Linked DNA regions of Mus musculus: region 1 is linked to region 2. The links are chromatin contacts, called in public Hi-C maps. All regions are on one chromosome and are shown on one strand. The core of a region is the stretch at or near the end of the contact, and the rest is flanking DNA. Distances in the headings are between cores, read along the strand shown. Region 1 overlaps Ccdc25 (coiled-coil domain containing 25). Region 2 holds the start of Ptk2b (PTK2 protein tyrosine kinase 2 beta).

Region 1 (4,523 bases), core at 27-2,526, 430 kb after region 2:
GTCTCTGCCTTCCTTCTCTGCTGCAAGGTCTGGAAACTTCTCCAGTTTGGTCTTTTCTAATCGGTTCAAGATTTCATTCACTTTCTTCTCTACCGTCACAATCTTTACCTTTGAGGGAAATAAAGGAAAGTACTTAGCCTTAATTATTTTTCTCACCTAAGAGGGCAAGGCTTTGGCTTTCCAGGGCTTTAGCCACCCAGTTTAACACCCATAGGACACACAGGACACTCAGCTTAGGGTCAGGCCCTGCCTCCCACAGTATATGAACACTTACATCCTTCTGCCTGTGAAAGCCTATCTGCCCCACATCCATGTCAGCTGTTTTCTTCAGGTTAGACCATGGCGTGTAAACCACATTAACGTTGTTCATCTTGCAGCCTGCCAAGAGAGACTGTCTTCAGCAGGCAGGAAACATGAGTGGTGTAGCCCTCACCACAGCAAAACCTCATCCACCCCAGACGAGGCTTAAGAGCTCACTTCCAATGTCCCAAAGTATGAAAGGTCAGTGGGAAGTTGACCATTATGCCAAAGTATTAGAGTAGAAAAAGCAAGGGCCCTGGCTCCTGACGCTGAGGAAAGCAACATGTTTACGAAGGCTTGTTTGGTTGTCAGTGGAGCCTTTTCCCCTAAATAAAACCTCTGAGTCTGAACCGAAATGAGCCGATTTAGCAGAACCCAGCAAATTCAATCCCTGTCCTCTGGTACTGAGCAGAGAGAACTTGGTAACTACAGAGCTGCCAGTGGGGTGTCCTCTGCAAGCTCACAATTCTCTTCGGTCCTCAGCACTGTCCTCTGGTACTGAGTAAGAGTGGAACCTGAGGCCTAGCTCCTTCTCTGCTGTGTGACAGGTCACTGCAGAAGGCTGAGGAAAGAAGGGAATAATCCCGTGTCACAACTCTTCCCCTCTGTTTTCTCTAGAACCCATACACTCTAAGGACATTAAGAAGAAACCAAGCCAAGAATAAAGAGTCTACAGCTCTTTAAGCCAAGGGTCTTCTGCAAGCCAGGGGCATGGAAAAGAACAAGGCTGTGGAAGCGGCTGGAACACAGAATAAACAGTTTGCTTATTTCATTTTTTACTTCAGTAACTGAAGATCTGAGATTTTACTCTACTCATAAAATAAAGCGTCCTCCCTCAGAACCACCTGCTGACTATGGAGCTGGAAACTGGTGGCTCCTAAAGGTAAACTTTAAGCTTCGTAGTCTGCCCACCGGGTCTGTAACTAGGGCTGCCTGGGCTGAGACTGAAGATACCAGTCTACATGAAGGAAGGCTGCCAAGCTCGCTCTCCTTGTGTAATCATTAACTCCAGTGCCTGTTATCAGCTGTGTGCTCTGGGGCCTCTTCCAACTTCATTTAAAACCAGTTCTCTCTTTCTATCTAGGTCTACATCCTACCCCTAGAAACTTATTAGCTCAATCATTTAAACCCACACCTCTCTCAACCCTCATAACCTCTACCCCCATCCTCATAACCATCCTTCTAGACCTTTCCATTAGATTTAATCTTATCTAGAATTACACAGGCACCAAGCCCAGTATTTTTAGCTACTGCCTAAAACACATAAGGTGATTGTTTCCAATTCACACTGCACACTGGACTCACTGAGAGCTCCTGAAAGATAAGGACACTCCCAGACCACCCAGGTCAGTGGGGAAGGAGGACAAGAGTCAAATGACTCAAAACCTTCACAAATTAAATGAAGGAAAAGCATGGGAGAGAAGGAGAAAAGAAAAAGCGTGATTTAAAGACTCTGGCTCTAAGCCGGGCGTGGTGACGCACGCCTTTAATCCCAGCACTCGGGAGGCAGAGGCAGGCGGATTTCTGAGTTCGAAACCAGCCTGGTCTACAAAGTAAGCTCCAGGACAGCCAGGGCTATACAGAGAAACCCCGTCTCGAAAAACCAAAAAAAAAAAAAAAAAAAAAAAAAACAAAGACTCTGGCTCTAAACCTGAAATAGTTAAACATACCTATACTTCCAGGACCCAGGAAGCTGAAATAGGAGAATTGTGAGTTGCCAGCCTGGGCCACACAGTGAGTTCCATGCTAGCCCGGGCTACATATCAAGATTCCAGTTCAAAATATCCAAACAAGGGGCTGGGGAGATGGCTCAGCAGTTAATAACACTGGATGCTCTTCTAGAGGATCTGGGTTCAATTTCCTAACAACCACATTGTAGCTCACAATTGTCTGTAACCCCAGTTCCAGGGAATCTGACAACTTCTTCTGGGTTCAAAGTGCATCAGACATACACATAGCACAGAGACATACATGCAAATAAAACACATACACATATAAATATATTTAAAACAAAAAACCAACAAAACACTGAACCAAACCCCTCTAGTTTTACAGTCTGTTGACAGCTGATGGCAGCAGACACATCTCCTTAGCTATCAACACTGCCATGTTGCCAAAAGTCTTAGGCAGAGCTGGATGACTTCCTACTCAAGGAAAGGGAAAGTCAAGTGTCAAGACAGAAAGGACAGTAAAACTAAGAGGTGTGGGATATGAGCATCTAGTTCTCTGACAAGCCTCCTCCTCCTCCTGCTCTCCCCAGACTCATGCTCACTAAAATGGACTATGATCCAAACATAGAAAAAGGGAATGCTAGGCCAACTGACCTTGAATGCTATTGGCCTTCACAAGGTGGGCACAGTCCATCAAAACCTCCTTTGGAATGTCTTCTATCTTCTCTCCCTGCAACACAAAATAAACCAAATAATCCTCTTGGTTACTGATGGCCACTGGAGCACTCGCAAGGCATGTGCTGCCTTACCGGCTGGACACGGGCTTACAGACAAGCAGGGGCTCTCCGGGTGGACTGCAGAGCACTGAAAGATGAGGGACATTTACCCACCACAGAATGGTACCTGAACTAGGAGAAGGCATTAGCAGAAAACTATACTCAACACATTTTAAAAACCATGTTGAAGATATTAACTGCAGTTGTGTCTCAGTGGTTTCTGCCATCCTCATTCATTTCCGGAAAGCTTGGGGGGGGGGGGCACGGTGTCCATTCTGAGATCTAGACACCTTCCTGGCTGAGGTCCCTGTAACCTTCCTTTGAAACAGATAATGGCCTGGAGCTCTGAATCCCAAATATCTCCCCAGCCGTCTACCTCCCAGCCAAAATCCGGGTGAAGTTCTTGTGTTCTTCATCTGTTGTGCTGCTCCCATGGGAAGATAAAGTAGCCAGTGGAGGCTGCAGCAAAGCAGCAATGGATGGGCGAGCTCACACAAGTGAGCCTAGGAACTCAGGTTTGCTTTGAGTCACTTTACACCAGTGAGCCAAAAACACTCCCAAATGTCATGGCTTTTCTATCCAAAATGGCCGTGTAGCAGTGAACACTGCCGGAGAGTCTGCATCGTCACGCTTCGTGTTGGATTCAAACCACAATGAAGGCACACAGTGCCTGCCAGATGCCACTCTGCAAAGCTTCAGCATGTGCCAGGTCCTAACCTTCACAATGACTCAATAAAGGAAGAGTTGGTCCCTTCTACACAGGAGGAAGTAGGCAGTTATGTGCTACAGAGTCAGGATTTCAGGCTGTTCTACAAAGCAAGTTCCAAACCAGCCACAGTGACAAAAAAAAAAAAAAGAAAAAGCCAAAGTCAGGTGTGGTGGTGCATGCCTGCCTACAGTCCCATCTACTCAGAAACTGAGGTAGAAAGGGCTTTTGAACCCAAGAGTTCAGGATCAGCATGGCCAACAGTGATACTTTCTTTCAAAACAAATAAGCATTTCTAAATAAGGGTTTATAATGCTGAAAAATTGCATACAATCTAATCCTGACAAAGTAGCTTTCCTACTAACTGTGCCACTATTATCAGCTCACTACAGGCAATCAAAATAACAAACAAGAAAACAACATAATATCCAGTTTACAAACCACGACCCTAAAAAGTAATCTGACCAACCTGGGCTACTGTGGCTGTCGGTATCCCAAGGTTAAACAGTGTAAATGCACCCCAGATGTACAGACAGAATAGAAATGACAGCTTGAGCTGAACTTTCAGTAACAATGTTTTGGATGGAAATCACAAGGCAAAAGATCAAAAAATCGTTACACCACTGTCCTTGGGTTCTCAGCTGCTTAAAGCCTGAGCTGCAGTATCACAACCTGGCAACTGCGGGTTTCTGAAACTCACAGTGGTCCCAAATTAATTTATAACCAAACCCTTCTGGCATCACTTCCCATGTTGCCCAGTGACTTCACTGCAGCCTCCATTCTGAACACACAACAGGTGCGACCCACCATACAACTTGAGGGCAAGGAACGCTGCCAGAGGCTGCAGCTCAGATTTAAGAGATCTCATGTTATAAGTTACTGTCATGTGTGCTTGTAATCCCAGCATTCCGAAGGGGGATCACAAGTTCAAGGCCAGCCTGCTCTACTTAGCAGGTTCCTGACCAGGTCTTCACAGCAAAACTTTATTAAAAACTTTTTTGGACTGGGCATGGCGGCACATGCTTTTCAATCTAGCACTCAGGAGGTAGAGACATTAATGGGAAAACTGCT
Region 2 (4,783 bases), core at 434-2,933:
ATTCAGAAAGCCACCCCCTGCCAACACCTTACGCCACCCCACTGCTCACACCCTCTGGTAGTTTTTTTTGTCCTGTGGTCATGTACCCCATACGCTGTTCACAGTCTTCACTGCTCCCCCAACTCTACCCCTCCACTTGTCTTTGAGTGCAGATAGTTGATAAATGGGGCCCTTCAGGATGGTAGAGAGGGTCCTGCTGGCCCAGCAGATGGCAGGGTATATTGTGGTGTTGAGGCATTTGAGGGTGGGTGACGCTAGCTTTAGATAGGGTTTTTAGTAGACATGGAGGATACAGCTAAAATCTACATTTTGTTACATCTTAAGACATATGAACTTTATAGCTTTAATTGATTTTATGATTATTGCTATTGGTTTTTCGGGACAGGGTTTTTCTCTGTAGCCTGGCTGTCCCGTAACTCACTCAGTAGATCATGCTGGTCTTGAACTCAGAATTCTACTTGCCTCTGCCTCCTGAGTTCTTAATTAATTAAGTCTGCTTTCTCTTGAGAAGCCATCACCACCACTCTGAAAGATGAGTGTTGGTAGCTTCTGATGGTCTCCTGGGGCAGCAGGTCTGTTGAACTTGGAGGTGGGGTAGGGTGAAGAAGTGTCATCATGAAAACTGTGGCTTTCACAGGGAGTTGGGCAGCTTGATGTTGCAGTCTCAGGACTGCTACTATCAGAGACAGAACTGTGACTAAACCCCAAACCCCAAAGGGCACAGGATAAAGATGTCTGGGGCAGGGTCTCCTGCTAAGTCCAGCTCACTGACCTCCACTTAGGAGAAAGTCAGAATCTTTCTCGGGCTAGAGAAGTAAATGATGTCGCAACTTAGTACTTTAGATCTGCCTCAAGTACCACTGCCTTACTGATGCAGTAAAGAGATGGCCAGCCTCTTCGGAGGGTCACGGATACAAACTGATGCAGGGAGAGGGCCACAGAAGAAAATCATTGTAAGGCTTCTCTAGTCTTTTCTGGTTTTGTTGTTATTAATGCTGGGTTGGGGTTGGGTTTTGGGGTTTGGGGTTTTTTTGTTTGTTTGTTTGTTTGTTTGTTTTGTTTTGTTTTGTTTTGTTTTTGAGACATGATCTCTTTCAGCCTAGCCTCATCTTGAACTCACCTCATAGCCAAGGATAGACCTCCAGAGCGTTGGAATTACAGATATCCACCACCTACACTCAGTATTATGCCTTTGGTTCTGGGAATGGAATCCAGGCTAGACACACATTCTACCGTCTGAGCTACATTCCCAACCCCTTCCCCGACTGTTTTGGGACTGTGTTCTGGTCCTCCAGGGTCTGGGCTCAGAAACCCAGTCCTAGGTGTTTCCAATCCTGTACCAGTCATATCGGGCATCCCTAATATTTATCTGACCTAGGGTGAGGGCCATTTCAAGGTGTGGAGCCATGGGGGCCACTGCTGAGAACATGGGTCAGGTCTGGTGACTAAAGGCTGCAGAGAAGGGTGCCTGGAAGAAGCCAGGTGTGGTAGGAGTTGGAGGTCAACCAACTGCAAGAGGTCCGGAGCACCTGAGGACCCCAATTGGGGCCCTAAGGCAATGGGCTCTGGCCCCCGGGTCAGCCGGGCAGCTCCAGGAATTGCAGGCGGCATCTATTTCAGAGTTTATGGTAAGAGGTTGGAGCCTGCACACACAGACAGCACACCCCACCCTTTAAGGAAGTGGAGAGGAGAGCAGCAGGGGTGTGGTTAACGACCGAGAGGAGGAGGGGGAAAAACAACCTGTCAGCCTCTTACTCAGCCTCTGCAGGCAGAGCCGCGCGTCCTACCTGCGGCGGCTGCGCTCACCTGGCCCAGCCCGGAGCCCTGGCCCGAGTCCGCGCCTCGCCCGAGGGTAAGTCCTGCGTGTTCCTACCCAGCGCCGGGGTCAGGGACACTTCGATCGCTCGACTTAAGTGGAAAGCTGGAGAGGGTCTACAGTTCCAGTCCTTCGGGAAGCTTGAGAATTCCTGGAAAGGTAGCCAAGGACCCAGAAAGTCGGAGGCGCGGAGCAGGTGCTTTCCCTGAGCTTGCCGCCCTGAGCTAGGGGGTTAGGGAGGGCGCTAGAGAAGGCATCTATTTTTGGAGTTCTTTTTAAGACTAAAGGGTGTTTCTCCCTTTTTGTCCTGTTATCTTATTCAGAGAGGGGCGACTAGGGGCACGATTGAAATCGGCTCAGCAACAATGCTTGTCTCTAAAGGTTGGATTTGGGAACTCCGAACCCAACCGAGGGCTTCAGAACCCAACTTCAGCTCTAGCTCAGACCTCTGCCCAGGCACGGCGCGCTCTTCTCCACAGTGCCCTTCGGCACCCATGTGGCCTATCTTCCCACCCCTGCACCACCCCTATCCCCAGCCTCTGGGACGTTTTGTTTTTGTTTGTTTGTTGTTTTTTTTCCCTGAAGCTGGAGCTTTAAGACAAACGGGGTTCTCCAAGAGGAACCATACCATAGTGTGTGTAGTGTGTGTAGTGTGTGTGTGTGTGTGTGTGTGTGTGTGTGTGTGTGTGTGCGTGTGTGTTCGTGCTGAAGTTCCAAAGTTCACACCAGCCGCACTGGCTCATTTTGAAGCTGCTTTCCCCATGCCCCTTGAGGGTTAAGTTCTGGGCTGCTGTTCCTGCTGCCAGGCTGTGCGTGGGCAAAGCTTTGGGTGGGTGAACAGCGAGCATATGGGTGACGTTCTGAGGCCCACCAAGTCCTGCCACCTGCCCTCACCCTCAGCCAGATGACACCAATATCTCCCATCACCCCTATACTGGAAGCAAGATTCCGATTCCGCTGTGCTCCTTGAAGAAACCAAGCTGGGACCTGAGGGTTGGGTGTGTGTGTGTGGGGGGGGGGCATTAGCCCGGGAGAATTGGAAAGCAGGAGGGAGAAGAACCTTAGCAGATCTTGTACCAGTCTGGAGCCCGCTGAGACAATGCATGGTTTGGAAAGGGTAGGGGTACCAGGCAGCCGCAGTGTGCTCAGGTCAACAAACTCTTGCGGTTCACAGTAGCTACCGGGTGGGGGCGGGGGCGCAAGAAATGCAGAGCAGGGGGTGGGGGAAAAGTGACTCACGACCCTAGGAAGGAAGGAAGAAGTCACATTCATAAGAAAGACCTAACTTTGGCAGGACAGTCTGCCTTCTTTCTTTCACTTACTAGCATCCTTCCTGAACCCAGGTACTCCTGTCAGGTGAGGGGAGACGGAGGAGCCTGTAGCTCCAGCTGCCCAGCTAGGGCGGAGCTAGGATGGGCGGGACTGTCGTGAGAAGAAATGAAGTTCCACCAATTACAGTGCCAGAGGGTGGGCAGGGCTGGGCAGGGACAGGTCCTGAATCTGTGGCAGAAGCAACTAAGAGAACTGAAGATCAATAGGGATTAACTAACCGAGGAGAAGAAAGCAGGTCAGAGCCTGAGAAGTACAAATCCAAGGGCTAAGAGCGGCAAGAGATACCGGGGAAACCGAAAGTAGCCAAGAAGCCCATCTTGTTAGGAGCCTAGAGTTCAGGGGCCAGGAGGAGCTGCAACCTTAAATAGAGGATGCTCCCCAGCCTAGGAAGGCGTGCTCAGGCTGCCATGGCAACTCCTCTAGGAGCAAAGCTTGGAACCTCAGGCTGCTTGAAACTTCCCAGGGTGCCTCCACTCCGGGATGGAGGTGCCAGATTTAGCAAATGAAAACATGGGGCATTCAGATTTGAATTTTAAATGTACAAATGTGTTGAAGACTTGGTTCTCAGCGTTAAGTATGTCTCATGCAGTATTTGGGATATACCTAATACTCCGGCGTTACTCACAGTTTATCTGAAGCTTTACTGGATGTCCTGAGTCTGTCTGGGACGCGGAGGCTGATGTTCTTCCGTCTAGACTGCGAACTAACCCAGCACCTCAAGAGCAGGCTCAGGGCATATTTATTTTGTGACAAATCCTGACAGGTCCAGTTGGAGGCTCATTCTAGGACTGGTCATGATATTGCTATTGAGAGAAGAAAAGCAGCACCCCAGACAGCTTACACATCTGCACAGCCGAGGGAGGGTCTAGGGACCGTGAAAGCAGCTTAGTCCACTTGGTAGTAACTTGGAAAGACACTGGACCAATGGTCCTAGATTCAGACCTATGGGGAAACTGTTGGATTCGCTGAGCCTCAGAGCCTATTTGTCGAGGTTTAGGGTAGGAGCCTTGATAATGTATGAAAGCCCCACTTGAGTGCTATGTATATTAACTTGAAACGACACATTCACAGTGACGGAAAGAGCATCCACAAAGTGCCTGGGGTGCCATCTTCTCCTGTTCGAATTTATAGAGTGTCTGGAGACCGCAGGGAACCTGCATTGGCTTGGTTCCTGTTTCTAGTGAGAAAAGTTTGTCTCTCAACAGAGGCGGGAGGGAGAGTGAGACAAAGTTATTTCCTCAGGGTTCCTTGCCCATCCAGGACCCTGCTTCAAAGACAGAAGAGACAAAGGGCTCTCTTCCTGGAGGGCAGCAGGTGGGGAGAGAGGACTGGCTCAAACCTTAATTAACTGGAGAGAAATATGGATGGATGAAAAGAAAATGTGCTCAAAACACCCAAAAATGCACCATAAAATTAGGTTTTCATTATCGTTTGTTTTATAATAACTTCCTTATTAGAAAACTCAAGCTGGGGCAAGAAGAAGGAAGGGCACCCAGTGAAACAGGTTCTGGCTTTAATGAGAACATTCCTAAGGAGACCTCCTAAAAGGGGAGAGAGAGAGAGAAAGGGAGAAGAGAGGGGAAGGGGGAGGGAGAGGGGGGAGGGAGATGGAGGGAGGGAGGAAGGGAGGGAGGG

What was found. Hi-C and Micro-C count contacts between places; a contact is called where the count stands out from the background.
Region 1: a Hi-C map of liver shows a contact between it and region 2, with 1.7 times the contacts expected there. The contact joins the enhancer-like site here to the promoter of Ptk2b in region 2. A contact is called at or near these places in 1 of 39 promoter capture datasets (hippocampal neurons), 7 of 484 Hi-C or Micro-C datasets (the Ba/F3 cell line, the G1E-ER4 cell line, adipose-derived mesenchymal stem cells and 4 more) and 1 of 115 datasets of contacts at active chromatin or transcription factors (pancreatic cancer cells).

The regions. Positions count from the first base shown.
Region 1 is chr14:65,852,279-65,856,801 of GRCm38.p6, reverse strand. Ccdc25 (coiled-coil domain containing 25) reads right to left here. Exons shown (of 9, transcript NM_145944.5): 5 at 2,625-2,700; 6 at 275-378; 7 at 1-108. Among named protein-coding and RNA genes, the nearest start is that of Ccdc25, 17 kb to the right of the region's middle. Within about 2 kb of position 1,276, at least 36 of the 459 cell types and tissues checked have an H3K27ac peak or open chromatin away from gene starts, as enhancers often do. A contact at or near this core is called in the G1E-ER4 cell line, liver and pancreatic cancer cells, where this site is marked.
Region 2 is chr14:66,277,952-66,282,734 of GRCm38.p6, reverse strand. Ptk2b (PTK2 protein tyrosine kinase 2 beta) reads left to right here and starts at 1,683. Exons shown (of 31, transcript NM_001162366.2): 1 at 1,683-1,852.